2 separate regions of the Mus musculus genome follow, and region 2 is linked to region 1. A link is a contact called in public promoter capture Hi-C data. All regions are on one chromosome and are shown on one strand. Each heading gives the region's core, a stretch centred on a gene start, on an enhancer-like site or on the middle of the called end of the contact. The rest is flanking DNA. Distances are from core to core; before and after follow the strand shown. Region 1 holds the start of Ccdc136 (coiled-coil domain containing 136). Region 2 holds the start of Prrt4 (proline-rich transmembrane protein 4).

What was found. Promoter capture Hi-C pulls out the DNA fragments that hold promoters and counts their contacts.
Region 2: a contact with region 1 is called in a promoter capture Hi-C map of embryonic stem cells. The contact joins the promoter of Prrt4 here to the promoter of Ccdc136 in region 1. A contact is called at or near these places in 6 of 39 promoter capture datasets (the C10 cell line, embryonic stem cells, hippocampal neurons and 1 more), 3 of 115 datasets of contacts at active chromatin or transcription factors (embryonic stem cells and pancreatic cancer cells) and 4 of 9 other capture datasets (adipose tissue, embryonic stem cells, liver and 1 more).

What each region holds. Positions count from the first base shown.
Region 1 is chr6:29,393,425-29,399,918 of GRCm38.p6, reverse strand. Ccdc136 (coiled-coil domain containing 136) reads right to left here and starts at 3,344. Exons shown (of 18, transcript NM_001347071.1): 1 at 3,177-3,344; 2 at 2,333-2,440; 3 at 470-718; 4 at 310-384. The coding sequence starts at 3,234.
Region 2 is chr6:29,177,645-29,183,968 of GRCm38.p6, reverse strand. It overlaps Prrt4 (proline-rich transmembrane protein 4), which reads left to right and starts at 4,385. Exons shown (of 5, transcript NM_001101443.1): 1 at 4,385-4,512; 2 at 6,138-6,324. The coding sequence starts at 6,201.

The DNA of each region.
Region 1 (6,494 bases), core at 2,095-4,594:
ATTATACATCCCTGGCCCTGGGCAGAACAAAGTAAACAGGCATGTGGGTGAGGGAGGAGACTAGGAAGAAGAGAGGGAAAGGATGAACCCGAGAGAGAAGATGAAAAGATAGGAAGGCGAGAGAGAGGATGTTGGGATCGCCATGTAGATAGGTAAAGATGGGAAATTAAGGAAAGAAGAGAGCAGAGGGAGAGGAGAAGAGGGGGGGGGGGGCGAGGAAAAAAAGAAAAGGAGAGAGGAAAGGTTCTGAGTTAGGTGTGATTGATTAGGGTGGCCACTTCCCTCTGTCTAGACTTGGGGGGCAGTTACCTTGGAGCTGCTGAATCTGCTTGGTGAATACTTCTGCTTGCTGGGCACTGGCCAGCCGCTCATCCTCCAGGAGCCCTGCAGTGAGAGGAACATCTGGTTTGGAACCGGGGAAGCACGGAGCCTTTGGGCCCAAGCCCTGTGCCCTGTCACGGGTGCTCACCCTGAAGCTCCAGGGAGTCATCTTCATGCTGCCCAGCAAGCTCACGGGTCTCCTCCAGCTCTGCCACCAGCTGCAGCACCTGGGCCCTCAGCTCCTCCAGCTCTGTCTCTGTCAGGCTCAGGCCCCGATGCTTGCCCATTGAAAGGGAGCCCAAACTGCCTCCTTTCTCTACTTGCTCTTCTTCGACCTCTTCCTCTTCCTCCTCTTCCTCCTCCTCTTCCTCATATAGAGCTGGAAGTAACACCTCCCCTAGGAGAGACAACCATCCCACCACACAGTCAGTGCCCAATCTAGAACCCTGCACCTTACCTCCCCAGGGCCTGGTCTGCAGAGTAGTGTCACCTGGTGTCCCCCGAGGTTCCCTGGGTAGAACCTAACTCATGGTCAGGCTCTGGTAGGTCAAATTTGGATGCACCTTCTCCAGCTTCCAAACGCCTAATATTGGACGTCTCCTGCCTGTCCAGCAGCCTTGTGCTGGCTCAGCTACAAGAAGCTTGCATGAGGACACCTGGCTCTAGTAGTCTGAACTCTGGGTAGTAGGACAAGGAGTTAAGAAAGGATTCAGACATTCAGACACCAGCTGTTTATGTAGGCCAAATGAAGCAAGCTTGGGGGAAAAACAACCTAGGTGGCTTGCAAGGTATTAGCCGTTTCATAATAAGAAAACACTGGCTTGGTCTGTAGATAGAAGAGGAAACATTAGGCGGAGTTGTTTACTGCATCCATTTTGGAACCCTTTCAAATGCATGTTGTCAAATATCTTTTTGAGGTTTTTCTACACCTGTTGTTTCCCTGTTGGGTACCACAAGGATCATCTCTTTCCTTCTGACCCAAGTTGATGTTGAGAGTTGTCAGGCTGAACTCATCTCAAAGAAAGTCTGCCATCTTAACACACTCTTCTAAACCACTCATTTATTTATTTACTGCATACGGGTGCTCTCCCTGCATGTGTGTCTGTCCATCATGGGAGGGCAATGCCCTTTCAGGTCAGAAGAGGGTATTAGAGCTTCTAAGACTGGAGTCACAGACAGCTGTGGGCTGCGATGTGGGTGCCGGGAACTGATCAATTGCTAAGCCATCTCTCCAGTCCTGTTGACACATTTGAAAAACTAATTTGGTACTGGTCCTCATGTTCAGACTCCTGAACACCTTTTTTTTCTCCTTCTTCTTCTTCACTGCAATGCAATCTTGTCTTGGTAGGGATTGCTTTGTTTTTAATCCTGGGTCTCTGGCCTTCCTTCCCTTTTCTAACACCAACAGCATACGGTTCATCTGAGACCCCTTATGTCATCTAGTCTCTAGGGAAGGCCTGTGCTGAACTACAGAGGGGCCTGGGGACACTTCACAAGAAGTCCTGGATAATGTGTTGGTACTGCCTGCCCTGTTACACGCGAGTGCTGTTGGGAAATAGACTCCATCTAGCCCTCTCCTAAGCACGTTCTTACTAAAGCTGCAGGGTTCCATTCAGAGTTGACGGTGGTGGCATCAGATAGACAGTTCTCATGCCCATGTCCTGGCTTTTAAAAATAAGAGACAGCTTGGGATCTGGGTCAGCAGGCAGTGAGAAGAACAAGCCCCCTGCCGAAAGCCTGTTTCCAGGCTGGGTTGAGCAGGGCCTCTCTCTGTCTGGCAGCTTCCCGGGACACACAACCTGGTTAGCTGGGTGATTGGCGCCCCAAAGGGATGTGCCCAAACTTCCCACAATGCCTGAGCCCAGGGGAGGCTTGGAGCTCAGCCACCAGGGAGGAGGGGCCTGAGATGAAGTGAGGGGAGGGCCCTGTTCTGGCTCAGAGTTCTGGGGTCAGGGAAGGAAGAAGGGAGCTACGGAGTAGGGCGATAGAAAGCCTTTTTCAGAAAACTCACCGTCCATAGCTTGCATCCCACGGCGCTCCAGAGACCCCCAGCGTTGGCCTTTCTTCCTCTCACAACCCTCAGATACCTCATAGGAGCCTAAAGTGGTTACTGTGGGTCCTGTGAGCCGGGAGAAAGTAAGAACTGTAGGAATAGAGGGGCCTGGGGCTGAGGGGAAAGAAAGGGACGTGCATTCTTATATGGGAGCCCCGGAATTTGCAATCACACTGGAGAAGCCTGACTCACTCTGCCCAGCTCTGTGATTCTATTCCCTCAGCCACCTCTCATGCCTATGGAGGGGACCCCAGTCCGGCGCGGCCCAACCTCAGCACCCCTGTTCCCGGCTCCTCTCCCTCGCTCAGACAGAAGAGGGTGAGTGTTTGTTTAGCTTGGGGCATAAGAAGAGGGGTAGGGTGGGAACTAGGAAAGAAGGTTTTGGGAGGATCCTATATAGCAAAGCAGAGAAGGGAGGGGTGGCCGGCTCAGGAGAGGAGAGAAGGGGCTCTAAACTAGGCCGTTTCTCTTTCTCTCCCCTTCCCTCCCTCACCAAACCTCGCCCACCCCACCCTCTCCCGGTGGTCAAGAGCTTTGATGAACTAGAAGGGTGCAGGCTCTAGAGACAACTCCCCCGCCCCCCTCGTGAGCTGGAAACACAATCGGGCTGGAGAGACTAACTGGGGAGCGCTTGGGGAGTGACCGCTGGGAAGGGACAACCCAGGTCGAAAGATGGAGAGCAGTATCCGGTGGAGGCCAGGGTGAAGGGAGCCGACTCAGTACCAGGAGCACCTGGGGGTCAGAAGGAAGGAGAGCCGTAGGGGGAAGGAGCATAGGGAGCTGAGAGAGAGGCCGCTCTGACCTGGGCCAGGGCAGCTCCAGCCCGCGGCTCCCGCGCCGGCCCCGCCGCCTGCCTCCATGGCTGCTCCCGCCGCCGCCGCCGCCTCCCGAGCAGAAGCCGCAGCCTCCGGGCCGGGGACCGGGAGCCCGGTGCGCAGGGAGGAGAGAGGGCGGGCCGAGAGGGCGGGGCCTGGCCTGGCCACCTGACGCGAGTGCCCGCCTGTGGCCGCCCGGAAACCCTCCCCCAGTCCCCGGCTCCAGACCCAGTGAGGACCAGCAAAAGAGGTTCAAAACACGTCACTAAAGTGCCCCAGGCTCGTCCGAGGCAGCTTCAGGTCTGCTGCGCCTGAAAAGCGGACGTGAGCTACCGGGTCTTGAGGATGCGCCCAAGGAGTGCTAGCATGGCTTGGTTCTGGCTGCAGAACCCACCCTGGGTCCGCCACGCCTAGGGACCTCAGGGGCTAGTCTTGACGGATGATAGAACCGGGGGGGGGGTGGGGGTGGGGGGGGATGGACTGTTTCCTGCAGATGCGCAAACACACGCGCACTTCCTTGGTTCCCACACAGAGCCAGCGTCCCCATCCCCGCAGTCCACAGAACCCATCCCTCCGGGTAGCCTCAAGCGCCCCAGAGCTACTGCAGGGCTGGCGGATAGTTGAGACCTGCATGTGCCAAGTGCTAGGTGGTGGTACATCACTGCTTTCCCCGAAATCCCACCCAGCCAGAGCTCTCCTCCCAGTGTACCAAGTCCCTCTTTCTTCCCAGCCCTTTGAGCCACGCCCTCTGTGACCTGTGCAGTGTGGGCATCATTGATGTTCCCTGTAACAAGAAATGTGGGAAACCACGAAGCTTTTTTTCAACTTTTCATCTATTTATTCAAGAGATGAACTTGGTCTTGAGGCAGATTTGACATCTCAGCAGGTCTCATTTAGGTCAGAAGTGGATACTCAGGAATCTGCTCCCCGAGTTATAATCGTGGAGAGATTTCTAAGCTTGGTACCTCACACCAGTTCTTTCTCATGTATTCTCACTCCTAAAGTTTGGGCATGGCTTGGCTGGGTTCAACTCCCCAGGCTACTGGGCTCTCAAGCCCTCCATGTTCCTCAGGAATGAAGCAATTCCCTGCACATCTCAGGCTTATCAGTAATTTCAGCATTGTGTTGAGAGTTACTCTCCAGACACCCCATCCCTTCCTTTTTTTAGACTCTCCTGCTGTGCTCTTCTGACCCTCTGGGCAGCATCAGAGTATTGCCTGCTGTTAAGGTTGGGAAGTATCCTAGTTATCTTTGTATCTTCAGTATCAAAGTACCTGACTCATGGAGTAAATGAGTAACATGGAGCTTCCGACTAAGTTAACAACGCCTTCATCATTTATCCCAGATTTTTAACTCATGAATTTAAACTCACGTTCCCTATTAACAATGATGTCTGCCAGGCAGTGATGGCTCACACCTTTAATCCCAGCACCTGGGAGTCAGAGGCAGGCGGATCTATATGATTTAGAAGCCAGCCTGGTCTACCGAGTTAGTTCCAGGACAGCCAAGGCTACACAGAGAAACCCTGTCTCAAAAACCAAAAACCAACAAAACAAAAAAGTCCAGAAGTCAGTAGTAATTCCTCCCCCCGACCCCCAGCCTGATAATCAGAAAAATGAAGAATTATTTGTTTTCACCTTCTCCCCAGAGGTCAAGCTCCCACTTTAGACCCATGGCTACAGTGATCCAGCCACAGAGAAGAGCTTCCGGGCAAGCTTACTATTTTGCAGATCATCAAGCCAGACTTGGGTAGCAAGGTACAATATTTAGAGATGATGAAATGAGCTCTCATGGGGGGAGCTAAAGGGAAGTGTTCTGGAAGCTCAGTGGTTCTGCCCAGCGCAGCAGCCTCCAGTTCTGTCTCAGCAGCAGGTCAGGCTAGCAGTTGGCAGTGGGTGAACAGAAAGACAGTCGCCATGGTCAGTTGTGACATTCAGGAGTCAGAGCTCTCTCTAGGAGAGCCTGGATCTTGAGCATTAGGACTAAGCTGGTTCCTGGGTGCAGGTGATCCATCACTCACCATTGATCTCAGGGAATGCTCAAGGGAGACTAGAACCAGTCTATTAGTGGGAGGCAAACCCTATTCAGATCAGCATGGGGTTGAGATGAGGGTGAAGTTAGGGAGCAGAAGGGAAGAAAGAGCTTAGCAGCTATGGGGGGCAGGGCTGTCAGGGATGTGTCTGAAGGGCAGGCATGGCAGGTGTGTCCCCCAGGTGATCAGCTGAGAGGGATGATCTGGGTTAATCCTCCTGTAACCCCAGGGTTTAAGACTCAGCCTTACCCCCAATCCCATCCCAGGAGATCATCCCCTCTGAGGACTGATGCAGCCATTTATCCCCCTTTACCCTTATTTCTAGACGCTCAGAGTAACCATTAAAGCATTTTTAAAAGGAGCATTTGCAACATACAGAAAAGTAAAGTCCAAAGACTAGTGTAACACTCCTGTGCACACCAGACTGCTCAGATCTTTTTCTTCTTGCAATGCTGGGGATTGAACCTCAGACCTTTTGCCTAGTAGACAACTGCTCTGCTGCCTTGCTACATCCCCAGCCATGTTTATATCTTACTTTGAAACAAATTTTACATTTGCACTAATTCTTTGAGAATTTTATGAAGGCATTTGAGTCCCCACTCCTCCCACACCCACCCTCTTCACCATCACCTCACTCCCCTACCCCCAGCTTTGAGTTGTCTTCTTGTATTTCTTTTCTTTTCTTTTTAAATGGAGTCCAGTTTGTATTGTCCTCCTACCCTGGGAGCAGGGCCTGCCCTGGAGTATGGACCACCCACCTGGGGGGCTATGATCATTTAAGGAAACTGACTTTCCCTCTCCCAGCAGTAATGTTACTTTTTTACAACTATATTTCCAAGATGACTTATTTGCATATGTGCTGGCATTTTGCCTGCATTTATATCTGTGCACCACGTGTGTGAAGTGTGCAAAGAGACTGAAGAGGGCGTTGGACCCCTGGGAGTGGGAGTTACAGATGATTGTGAGTTGCCATGTGGATTCTGGGACTCAAACCCAGGTCTTCTGGAAGAGCAGCCAGTGCTCTTATTCACTAAGCCATCTCTCCAGGACAATTAATATCAGGCCAAATTTGATTCAAATTTGAAGTAGGTTAGGACAGGGAATAGTGTAGCGACTTGGGGCCCTGTTTGGGTTTAGTTATGCACACTCCCTCTGTCTTGTAATGATGCCCTTGGCAGCCTAGTGCCTTTACCTGTGTGTAAATGTATACACAACCCTCCTCAAACAACACACACCTCAGGCCCCTGCCTACATCAGGCTACGTGTACACTAC
Region 2 (6,324 bases), core at 3,136-5,635, 220 kb after region 1:
ATGACAATCTTATTTGATGTTCTGTATGCTTATTGTATCTTTATTGGCATGTCCTTCTTTAGGTTGGAAATTTTTCTTCTATAGTTTTGCTAAAATATTTTTCTGAGCCTTTGAACTGCAATTCTTCTTCTTCTCCTTCTGTTATTCTTGGGTTTGGTCTTTTCATAGTGCCCTAGATTTCTTGGATGTTTGCCAGGATATTTTTTAGACCTAATATTTTCTTTCACCAGGCTATACTTTTTTTTTTTAATGTGTCTTTAATGCCTGAGAGTCTGTCTCTTTTCCATCTCTCATACTTTGTTGGTGAAGTTTGCCTCTGGGTTCCCGTTTGAATTCCTAAGCTTTTCATTTCCAGATTGTCACCTCAATTTGAGTTTTCTTTATTGATTCTACTTCTACTTTCAGGTCTTGAGCTGTTTTTATTCATTTCCTTCCACTGTTTGTATTTCATAGATTTCTTTAAGGGGTTTATTCATTTCCTCTTTGAGGACTTTTATCATATTCATAAAGGCTGTGTTAAGGCCCTTTTCTTGTGCTTCAGCTATGCTGCAGTTCTCAGGACCAGCTGTGGCAGAGTTGTTGGCCTCTAGTGGAGACATTTTCCTGGCAGTTACTGATTGTGTTTACATTGGCACCTAGGCATCTGGGTTTGGGAAGATTACAATTCTAGATGCTGATATCTGATCTTGTCTTTGTTGGATTTTGTTGTTGTTGTTGTTCCCTGTTCCCGTCTAGTACTTAAAGCATGATGGCTGTGTGTTGCCTGATAGGAAATTCTTCTGGGATCCTGTTAGGTGTGGTCACTGAGGGTTCTGGGTAAAATGTGTTTCTATGTACTGGGAGCTGATACTTAGGAATGGCGATGGGCTAAGAAGTGGCTAAGGGTTCTGTAGAAGGGAGAAAAGTGTCCCACCAGGACCTGTTTAGTCCCCAAGGAATGGGGACAGAGAGGAAGTAAAGGCAGGTGGTCTGCTGAAGATCTGGGTATGAGATTAGGGGCATGGAATTGGGGGAGTAGAGGGAGACGTGAATAGCTACATGTGGCCTATCTGCTTCCCTGGCTGGGGTGACCTAGAGGTTCCCAGGGAATGCTAGCTGGGGTTGGGAATGAATGGAATGGGGGGTGAGGTTTGTGACCCCCTGGAGAAGGGGGTCGGTGGTGGGAAACAGGAGCAGGTGGTCTGCTACAGAGCTGGGGATGTGACTGAGGGGTTGATTTTGGGGGAGCTGAAGGAAAGGTGAAGATCTGCAGTTAGCCTACCTCCTTCCCTGCCTGAAGTCCTTTGATCAAGATTAAAGTTGGAGGGTGGGAGTGAAGTCCTGGTCAATAACTCTGGGCATGGTGGTATGTGCATGCAATCCCAGCATTCAGGAGGCAGAGGCAGGTGGATCTCTGTGAGTTCATGGCCAGCCTAGACTACATAGAGTTCCAGGATAGCCAGGGCTACGCAAAGAAATCCTATCTATAAAAGACAATACAAACAAAAACCCTCTGATCTTCCAGGTTGGGTTTGGTACTGTGTGGTGATCCAGCGGAGCTGGCTTTGAAGAATTCCTATGTTGGCTTCATTGATTATTTCTTCTCTGGCTGTGGAATGTCCCAGAGTAGAGCTTTCCAGTCTCCAGCCTGAAGAACAAAAGGGACCTGGTTGTGTGAGAAGGCTGGGATTCTCTGCATTCAGCATTCCAATGACCCCTGGACACTAAATCCCTTTGTTTTCAGTAAGGTATCTGTTATGACTTTTATATGCTCAGTCCAGGGAGTGGCACTACTAGAAGGGGTGGCCTTGTTGGAGTAGGTGTGGCCTGTGGATGTGGGCTTTAAGACCCTCATCCTAGCTACCAAGTCAGTTTTCTGCTAGGAGCCTTCAGATGAAGATGTAGAACTCTCAGCACTGCCTGCACCATGCCTGCCTGGATGCTGCCATGTTTCTGCCTTGATGATAATGGACTGAACCTCTGAACCTGTAAGCCAGCCCCAAGTAAATGCTGTCCTTATAAGAGTTGCCTTGGTCATGGTGTCTGCTCACAGCGCAAAACCCTAAGACAGTGCCTCAGTTCAGAGGATGCCCGAGGCTCTGCCAGTGTAGCACATCTTCTTCTCAAAGGAAAATCCCACAGGTCCTGCTGGTTATGGGATGGATGGCCCGCTTCCTGGTGGTTTGGAGTTAGGGAAGAGACCTAGGAGTTGAACTGTGCTTTGATTGGTCTTTCCTTTAGCCTATGCTCCCACGGTTCCTGAGGCATTTGGATTGCCAGCTTCTGAGAACAGTGTGATGTAAATCAACTTGACTCTGAGCTTCCTTTCTGCCAGGTGGAGACAGCTTTTTGCTCTGGGTGGCTAAGTCAGTCACTGTGCCCCTGCCAGCCATCCTGCATCAAAGGCCCTGTTGCTCGAGCCCCTTCCTGCTCTCCCCATCCCTGAAGAGTTATCAATTGACTCTGAGGTCTTCTTAATAACATTTTAATAGGGTTTTGGGAGGGAGTAAAATTAGAGGTATGAATTCAGCCACCATCTTAACCGAGAGTCCTGACTTCCCCTTTTCAATATCTTTGTAAAAATATCATTCTTGGGAATAAGCCTGCTTTGTCATGGAAGATTGCAATTTTAATGTGCTGGGATATGTTTATTTCTGCCTTTCCACTTAGAAGTCTTTAAATGAACATGATTAGCAAGAAATGAGGCTTTCTACGAGGGAGATTCAAAGAAAATGTCTCCGGTGGGATAGCGTTTATAAAACATATGAAAAAAAATTAGAGTCTGAATCCTAACACACTGCCTCTAGGCAGCCCCCAGTGGCCTGGGGAGAAGGGCAGAGTAGTGGTTTCCTTTAGGGACTCCTAGAGCACGGCTTTCCCAGTGTTTTGTTTGGAGACTCAGGATAAATCCCAGATTCACAGTCGGACTCTGAGAGCTTGGTGGGAGACCCAATTTGATCTTGAATCTATTGGTGGCATGAGTTCTGTGATCCAAAAATGAGTCTCAGATGCCTTTCTGAATTGCAACACATTGCCTGCTCTTCCCCTGACCAAAATATTATGCTATGTCTCTGCTTTCTGGGGCAGGACTAGCTCACTTTTGTCTACCTGTCTACTGAGGCTGGTTATCAGGTAGCCTGAGCTGGCCTCAAAAATCCCTCCATGGCCAACAACAGCAGTCTTGAACTTGGATCCTTTTGCCTTTACCACCTGAAGGGTGATGCTGGGTTTTTGTCTTCACACCCAGCAAAATGGGCAAGTCTTTTGCAGTTTGGTCTGTCAGCCTTTCTGTCTGTCTGGTTGGTTGGTTGGAGTTGTTTGTTTGTTTGAGAGAGTATCAATTTGTGAGTGTGACTGATCTCAAACTTTCAATCTTTCTGCCTCTGCCTGCCAAGTGACAGAATTAAAGACATTTCCCTCCCTCCCTCTCTCCCTCCCTCCGTGTGTGTGTGTGTGTGTGTGTGTGCGCGCGCGCGCGCGAGCGCCCGCATGTGCGCCCGCACGCACGTTTCTATCAAATTCACCGTTTTGGAAGAAAGAAAACATGAAGGGATTTAGAGACTCCAGACTAACAAACAAGCCACACTTTTTTTTTTTTTTTTTTTTTTTTTTCGAGACAGGGTTTCTCTGTATAACCCTGGCTGTCCTGGAACTCACTTTGTAGACCAGGATGGCCTCGAACTCAGAAATCCGCCTGCCTCAGCCTCCAACAAGCCACACTTAATCCTGTCAGTCAACAATACAGCCTTTAGATAGTGCAGCAGGCTTAGCGACTGCTCAGTACTCTTAGCTAGCAGTGCCATGAGGCTGGCTGGGTGCTCTTTCTTTGTTTCTATGTTCTTCTACCACGTCTTATTGGAGACAAATTGTGATCCACCTCGCACACCAGCTTGTCTCACTATTCTCTCCCACAGATATTTCTGAAGCTGAGTATTTTGGAGAGATTTTAGCAAAAGGAGACGCTATGAATGGGGATTGACATTTGGCAGTTGGCCTGCGAAGAAGCGTAGGAGGCCTTCCTCGGTGGTTGTATGTTTGCAAACCACCAGGTGGTGAAGAAGGCAAGCAGAAAGACTGAGTTCAAGTCTCCGCCAAACTGAGCAATCTTAAGCAATTTGATAAGTTCTGGGGACTTATCTATCTCTAAAATGGGAACACATTTGTTCCCATTGTTGTAAGGGAGAGCAGTAAGTCTTTATCCAGGGTTCAACGGAGTGGATTTTGATTGCTTGGGATACTAACCTATGCCAGACTACTGTTGCATGTGTGCACGTACTTGTGTGCGTGTGAATGTGTGTGTGTGCGCGCGCGCGCCCAGTGCCCTCGCCTGAGGGTGTTTCTCGGGAATGGCGTGCTTGTGGGTGTGTGCGTTGGGCTGTCCTCCGAGCCTGTGGCTGCCAGCGCCAGGCTGAGAACGAGGCACCGACTCTCCCGCAGCTGATTGGCAGCGCTGGGTGAATGAGTGCGCGTGGGGCCGGAGCAGCGAGGTGGCCGTGGCTCCGCGCTGATGTGCGCGCCCGCCTGCCGGCCCGGGTAGGGGCGGACCGCGAACAGCGGGCGGGCTAGGAGGAGGGAGAGGAGGGAGGGCGCGGGAGGCAGCGGGGAGGGCTGCAAGAAGCCCGGCAGCTGCGGGGCCCGGGCGCGGGCGCTGGGCCGGGGAGCCGGGCTCACAGCCAGGAGGCGGCGCCGCGGGGAGGGAGCGGAGTGCGGATCGCGAGCGCAGCCCGGCCGCCCGCCGCCTGCTAAGAGCGCTGCGGGTCGCAGACCCAGCCGGGGACAGACCGGCAGCTGCTGCGATCGCCCGGCAAGCCAAAGGGAATCCGGGGACTCTGAGCTCGAGTCCCGGCTTTGGGCGCAACGGAGAACAGGCTAGACTCGCCGAGCCTTGCCCTGCTGGGGCCCCCTGAGCCAGGGTGCCCCTTCTCCCGGGGGTTGGCCCCGGGGACTCGCCCGAGCGAGAGAAGCAGGTCCGTCGGTCTGGACTGGGGAAGCGGGAGTGTGGTGTGCGCACGCGCGTGTGCTTGTGTGCCTGCGAGGGGTGGGTGTGTAAGGGGCGTGAGATGGGGTTGATAGAAATGATGGTGTGTGGTGTATATGTACAGTGTGTTAGGATTGTGTGTGTTGCTGACTGCATATGCAGAGAGAGAGAGAGAGAGAGAGAGAGAGAGAGAGAGAGAGAGAGAGAGAGAGAGAGAGCGAGCCTACGTAGGAGGGAAAGGGGCGCATCAGGGTGGAGTGTGTATATGTGCAGGAGTGTGTGAAGGGTGCGTGGGTGAGTGTGTCACGGGTGCTAGGTGCGGCTGTGTGTGTGTGTGTGTGTGATGTAAGGGTACTGGGTGCACGTGTGTCCCTGGTTCATTCTCCCTTCCCCCACCAGATGTGTTCTGGGGAGGGGGGTAGCCTTTCTGCAGCTGCTGCCCCTTACCGAGCTTGCCTGCCTGACCTCCTTTCCTACGGAGCCAGAAAGGGTTAATGGTCCCTCCCTCAAAAACTCCTGAGGTCATGGGGAGGGTAGCTGCAGGCCAAACCCCTAGAAAGAGGGGAAAGGCTCCGGAGAGCCTCTGCTAGGCCCGGGACCCTGCTTCGCTGGCTGTATGGCCTTGCAGGTCAGATCACTCAGGCTTGTGACCTGCCCTTTCTGAGGGCCTTGTGCACCAGTGGTTTCTTGCTGGGTCTGGAGGTGGGGATCAGGAGCGAACCGGAAGGGTCTGCATTCTTTACCACTGTATTACTGGGACGATGCTTGATATACAGTGGGCCTCAGTAGATATTTGAGAGATGGGGGGTGGGGGATGGAGAAAGCTGGGTAGAGGGGTGGGTGAGGAGGGAGGGAATCTGCCTCTGGGAGGTTAAGTTGATTCCCTCTGTTCTGGCTCAGGATGAGGCTCCTGCTTGTAGTCAGACTTCTGGTCAGACATCAGGCCCCCTTGTGGGAAGGCTGGGTGTGCATGGCGGTAGTGTGTGCAGGGAAGAGATTTGCCCTGGAGCCTGCAGGTAGTGGAGAGGGGGCTGGCAAGAAGAGTTGCCATGCCTCTTTTAGGCAGAACACGTTGCCTGTGTTCCTGCACCTGCTTCTCTGTGATTAGAGCCATTGCCTGGGGCATCTGATCCGGGAAGAGGCGGGTGGAGGCCTTGACTCCCAGCACTTCTCCCTCTAGGACCCCTGAGCTGCTGAAGAAGTGAGCTCCCTGCCCACCCGCGTTGCTGAGCCAGGTGGGGCCATGGCAGGCCGCAGCTGCCTGGAGCTGGGGCTGTTCTGCTGGGTCCTGCTTGCCGTACCTGTGGGTCCACAGCCTGCTTCCTCTGTACCAGGTGCCCCTCTTACTACTCTGACCCCACCACCTC